2 separate regions of the Anas platyrhynchos genome follow, and region 1 is linked to region 2. Evidence: chromatin contacts called from public Hi-C data. All regions are on one chromosome and are shown on one strand. Each heading gives the region's core, a stretch centred on a gene start, on an enhancer-like site or on the middle of the called end of the contact. The rest is flanking DNA. Distances are from core to core; before and after follow the strand shown.

Evidence for each region. A called contact is a pair of places that touch in the nucleus more often than the background predicts.
Region 1: a contact with region 2 is called in a Hi-C map of skeletal muscle, with 4 times the contacts expected there. The contact joins two enhancer-like sites. A contact is called at or near these places in 3 of 8 Hi-C or Micro-C datasets (liver, skeletal muscle and subcutaneous adipose tissue).

The regions. Positions count from the first base shown.
Region 1 is chr1:125,281,706-125,284,497 of IASCAAS_PekinDuck_T2T, forward strand. The region is part of intron 2 of LOC113842084 (a long non-coding RNA gene); the gene reads left to right. Among named protein-coding and RNA genes, the nearest start is that of CRYAA, 10 kb to the right of the region's middle. Within about 2 kb of position 1,491, at least 2 of the 8 cell types and tissues checked have an H3K27ac peak or open chromatin away from gene starts, as enhancers often do.
Region 2 is chr1:125,143,576-125,146,422 of IASCAAS_PekinDuck_T2T, forward strand. LOC106019295 (a long non-coding RNA gene) reads left to right here. Exons shown (of 3, transcript XR_001194003.5): 1 at 1-2,061; 2 at 2,392-2,610. Among named protein-coding and RNA genes, the nearest start is that of SIK1, 14 kb to the right of the region's middle. Within about 2 kb of position 1,581, at least 1 of the 8 cell types and tissues checked has an H3K27ac peak or open chromatin away from gene starts, as enhancers often do.

The DNA of each region.
Region 1 (2,792 bases), core at 241-2,740, 140 kb after region 2:
CGGGGAGGGAGAGCGGGGCCGTACGGACGCAAACTGATCCCATGCTGATTTCTGCTGCACTCATGATTATTTCTAGGGCAGCTTCTGCACTTTTATCTTATCGAACCAGATGGAAACGCGGGCTGCCTCTAGGTTTTGTTTGGGGTTTTGTTTGTTTGCTTGTTTTTCCTTTAAGTTTGTGTTACTGAACCATAAATGAGTCCATCTGTGGGTGCTGCTTTAGCTAGGACTTTGTTTCAGAGCTACCTGTCTGATCCCAGGGAGGTGCAGGAGGGCTGCTCCTTCCTGGGAAGATGGAAATCGATGTTCCAGACAGCTGCACTGGCACCATTGCTTATTTGGGTTCTCCATATAGGCCAGTCCGAACCTCTCTTACCCTGTGCTCCCTTCTGTGATGAGTTAAAATGACAGGGCATTGCTGGTGCCAGGATGAGCAAACCCAACCTAGGAGGCTTATCCCAAGGTGTCTCCTCTGCTGTGTGCTCCTGGAAGAGCTCCTGCCTAGCAAAAATCCTCAACAATCACTTTTCTTTACGAAATCCTTTCGCAGACTCCACCGAACCGCCTCTCCACGGAGGCACACAAATTGAAGCCAAGCTTTCTGCGTTACTATTTTCTGGACTGTTTGGAAGCAGTTTGTAAATTATCGGGGGAGAAAGGTCAGGCTGCTGCTGAACACTTCGGGAAGCCAGCATCGTGGAGAAGGGGCTGGCGTGCTTTGTCTGCAGTGGGAGAGGGTTCAGCACGCACATCCTCTGCAACACCCGAGGAGCCTCAGAGCAAAACCAGCAGAGACAAAGAGACGCGGCCCGAGTGCTTCTCCTTAAGTAAAAACAAACAACAACAAAAAAGCAGGAAATTAAACCCCAGACCTTCCTCAGGCAGTGCTGAAAACTATGAAGCAGGCTTCTCTCAGAGGTCCTTGCAGCTCACCTCGGGATACTGCTGGTGATGCCTGGTGGGTTTATCTCAAGATCTACACCAGCAGAGCCAAATCCCCTGCCAGACCTCAGCCAGGTGTCCCCCAGAGGAACAAAAGGGCCCAGAGCCTCCTGCTTGGGAATGGCCTGCGTGTGGGGAGGGCAAAGCACCCTTTTTATTGCAGAATCACAGGATGGCTGAGCTGGGAAGAGAGCTCTGGGGTAGCCTGCTCCAACCCCTGCTCAATGGATGTCAGAGGTGGGAGCAGGATTTGGGTTCCCAGCGACTTTTCCAGGGGTTGTTTCCCTGCAGCAGCGCGTGGAGTCCTGGGGTGAGGGGCTGGCATCGGGGTGGGGGGGGGGAAAGGAGAGAGCATGGGCAATGGGGCTGCACAGCTTCCTTCCGAGAGCACTGTCAACGAGAAAAGGAAAAATAAAACTGAAATAATTGCTGCTGGGAGGGGGGGAGGAAGAGAAACGTCTCTGGAGGAATACACAGGAGATGCCCAGAAAAATACCGAGCGTGACCTTTCGGTTTGGTCTTTCCTTTAAAGCAGAGAAGAGCGAATGCATCCCAAAGACATGGGGCTGCTGCCATCTCTTGGCCAACCTCGGGGCTCCTGAGCACGCAGGCACCCAGAGCTGCCTGATTTAGGGATCTCAAACACAGCCATTTCTTGCTCCGGCTGCTTTATTCTTTCCGAGAGGGGATTGCTGAATATGCAGAAGTCCTTTGGTACAGCGTCTCCGAGCTTCTGAACCTTTAAGGCATCAAGCCAACAAAATTGCGTGTGTGCAGCTATGTCAGAGGTGCAAGGTTTTGTGTGCACTGCGTACAGCCGAGCACAGGTAACTCTGACTTTACTACACGGATGCCCTTGGTCAACCAAAGACCTTGTGGGGGCAGAGCCCACGTCACCTCCCCAGCTGCATCTCCCAAATCCATGTGCAGCAATAAAAGGCATGGGGGTGCTCGGTGTGTCACTGTCACAGGCCTTTGAGGGCCTACTGGGTTACCTGGAGGTGCTCAGAGCCTCGTGCTGCTGCCAAATGCCATGTTTATGGCTTTCCACACCACTGTCATCGTACCTATCTGCCCGCTAGCCCTGTGCCCGTGTCTGTGGTCTCCCTGGGGCACAGCCCGAAATCTGGGGGCCCAAGGGAGTCCTTTGGTCCTCCGGAGCACAGGCAAGGCTGCCACCATGTGGGGACACAGCTCTGCTGGGAAATTGCTCGCTGAATCTTGGGGTGTCCCTCTGCCAGGAACATGGTGGGAAAAGCCCAAAGAAAATGGAAAAACTGGGGGCAGGAGGGGGAAACGTGGCACCCGCTGATCTCCTGAGCATTTACACCAGGTGTTGGTGCCACTGCCACCACCGTGGTGTCATCGGGGCCCTGTGGGAGCAGGGGGAATGGCCCCAAGGCCCCCTTCCTGACGCACCTCCCCCAGGATCCTTGGGGTAACGCTGCAGGGATTTCTGTGGAGGGGAAGCCAAAGCTGTTTCTGCTTTGCCTTGCTGCAGGCAAGGTTAGGTGATAAAAATGCAGCACAACAGGGACGGAAAATCACCCTGAGTGGCAAGCCCTGAATACAGAGCCACCCTACGCCGGGCTGCTTGGACCCTACAGGGTGCCACCAGCACCCAGTGGGCAGGGTCCCTCGCTGCCTTTCAGCCCATGGCCAAGTCATTGCTGAGTTTCTAGCCGATAGCTGGGGAGGCAGGTGGTGTATAAAGCTGCCTCTCTGTCCGTGCCACCCACGGAGGGATGGCAGCCCTCCTGCACGTGTCCTGCCCAGGGGCTGGGGGCTCTGGGGCTGGGGACAGCCAGGGGAGGCAGTGGGGACACGGCCCCCCCTGCATGATACAGCCG
Region 2 (2,847 bases), core at 331-2,830:
GGAAACGTGAATCTACGGTGCTTTCCTGCTGTCCTCTCCTCATCGGGGTCCCTGCAAGACCTCGTCTTTCTCAACAGATTTCCCTCCAGCCCCACATTTGCGAGTGCCAAGGGCAGTGGCAATCGAGCGATCGAGCACTCTCCCTGGCGGTGTTTTTCTCCCCTGTGCTGACCCCTGGGGTTATCTGACAAGACTTCTGCCAGACGTCAGCCGGAGCAGGACTTGGCACAGAGACAGCGCTGCAACGCAGGAAGGCGTTGCACTTGTGCTGCCGAAGGTGGGGAGAGCAGCCCTGGCTCCAACGGTGCTTCAAACCACCCGTGGCACAAAGAGCTGCGGCTGCAAAACCGCCGGCAGAAGCCGGGTGCCTACTTCACCTCGCCTCATCTACAAGGTGCGGGGTGCTCTCTGGAGGAGCAGCTTCCCTCTGGGTTAACAGCCTCGAGGGACTGGCTGATTCACCCCACTCTGGTTATCGGGTCAGGAGAGCCCTGCTGCGGGCTGGTGGCCCAGCGAGGTGCTGAGTCACTGGCGTGGGCTCTGAACTCTGCCCCTGGATGTGGCGGGCAATGGCCGAATGTCACGCAGGAGCTTCGTGGAGCAGAGAGAGGGGTCATCCTCCTCAGATGCTTACCCTGCGGGAGTGCAGGGCTGGCTGGCTGCCTGGCACAGGGGGTGCTTGACCGCGAGGTCCCAGCCCTGCACCCGAGAGGTGCGTGCAGACCACCCCAGGCCGATGGGGTGCTAACTGGGGAGGTGAGGGACAATCCCAATAAGGGAAGCCATATCCAGGAGTACTGGCTTCCACAGCAAGCTGCACAAAGCGAGCACTCCCATCCCTGTGGATCCCACTGCTCCACGGGCAGGTAGAGCTGTCACCTTGCTTGACACCACCTCCAGGACCCCCTGGAGCAGTGGCTGCAGCCCCCAGCCCCATGGGCCTGCACGACCCTCCTGTCCCGGCTGCTGGAATATGAAATTTCAGTTCTGCTGGAAGCCTTCCAATTTCAACATTTATTTTTCTTCCTTGAAAGAAGAAGGCAAAGGGGGAAGCACGCAGAGGCAGGGGGGCGGGGGGCTAGTTGCAGCGGCATGCAGCAGTCTCACCAATGAATCCTGACACTTTGTTTTTGTTCAGGCTTCTCAGAAATGCTTATTTGGGAACGGGGCATTTTCAAATGTCATATTGTGATGGAAAATGCCTTATCTAGTAATACTAGCTAACCTTCCTCCGGCTTGAGATGCCTGAAAAAAATCTCACTTGGCTCGGCTCCACGCAGCTGACGGCCGACCCCCTTCCAGCCCCATGGCCACAGGGGGCACAGGCTGGCCCCTCTGCGCCCGGGGTCCCTGCAGGTTGCCAAGAGGTTGCATTTGGAAAGGGGGCTTGCCCCCACTGCTGGGAGGGCTAAAGGACATGCTGCAACTATCACGCATGCTTCAGAAGCCCGGGTTTGAAAGCAGCAGTTGAGATCTGCTTGATTAAACATTCACTGTGTTCCCAGGACTGGGCTGCTGCTCCTCAGATAACTGGGAGTAAATCACAGGCAATTAGCGATTTGTCTGAGGTGCTCCTTGACTCAGAGCCCTGTAGCGAAATCCTACCGTTACTCATTAGCCCACACATCCTCCTTCCTCTCCGGGTGGCATCCGAGCAGCCTCGTCGGGGTGCAGGGAGCACGGCGATGTCACTTCACGTTTATCTAGGAAAAAAGTTTCCCACACTCCTTCGTGGCTCTTTTTGTTTTGATTCAGAGATTTTGTTTTTCTGGAGAGTTAAAATAAATCTCGAACTGCAGCAGCAGCACTTTTCTGAACGCAGTGTTTGTTGCTAGATAATCCTGTGAGGGAAACATGCTAAAAAGCAGTGCAGCAGACTTGTCACCAGTCCAGAGCTGGCTGAACGAGGCTGATCCAGTAGTTAAAATGTGGTGTGACATTTATGCGTGGCGTAAAGCACTTGCGGTCACTCGGAGCTTGTGACCACTGCTTCTCTTCTTTCTGGACACGGACTGCTCCTCACGGCCTTTCTCTCCGACCATTCAAGCTGTCATGGCAGTGGTAAAACCTGACTTTTGTTCTGCTCACTCCATGCTGCTCCAAAAGTGTGGGCTGACAGGGGACACCTCCTGCCCCATGCTCCCTGCTGCTACCTGACCATCTCCGCTGGCCACATCAGCACAGCCTGACCAGCCCTGAATCATGTCCTGGTCAGTGCCCAGCCCAGAATTTGGGAATCTGGGAAGAAAGGTTTATCCTTTTGTTCTTCCTTTCCTTTTAAAACCACTTTAAAGCAAATGTGTCTGTCTTTAAAAATATGGTATTTTTGCAAAGCTTTTAAGATTATTTTTATCTTTTTTTTTTTTATCTTTTTTTTTTTTTTCTATTCAGTACCATCAAAAGTGACTGGAGTGACATTAATGGAAGTTAAACAGGGTGTTGACCTTCTCCAGAAGGTCTGAACCAGCACTTAGAGCCTCCACCTCACTGCACATTTGTGTGGTTTGAGAATGCCTCCTGTGCGATGGTCGGGGTGCTTCCATCTGGAGGGCTGTTTCCAAGAGAGCCCAGAAAATAGCACTCTCTTTGCAGGAGATTGGATATTTGTAGGTAAGTGCATCCCTTTCCCCCATACCAGCTGGTTTTTAAAGTGATCTAGCAAGCACCCAGAGAATTTCTTCTGCCTCACACAAGCCATGGGCTCTTAAACACTGACCCTTGCTTTTACTTGGTGCCTGTTAATTTGAGAATATTTCAAACTGCTCTTCCAGCAGCATGGGGTGGGAGCATGAAATGATTTAATTAAGCCTGCAGTGGGCTCAATGTATACTGGGCTAGCACGTTGTT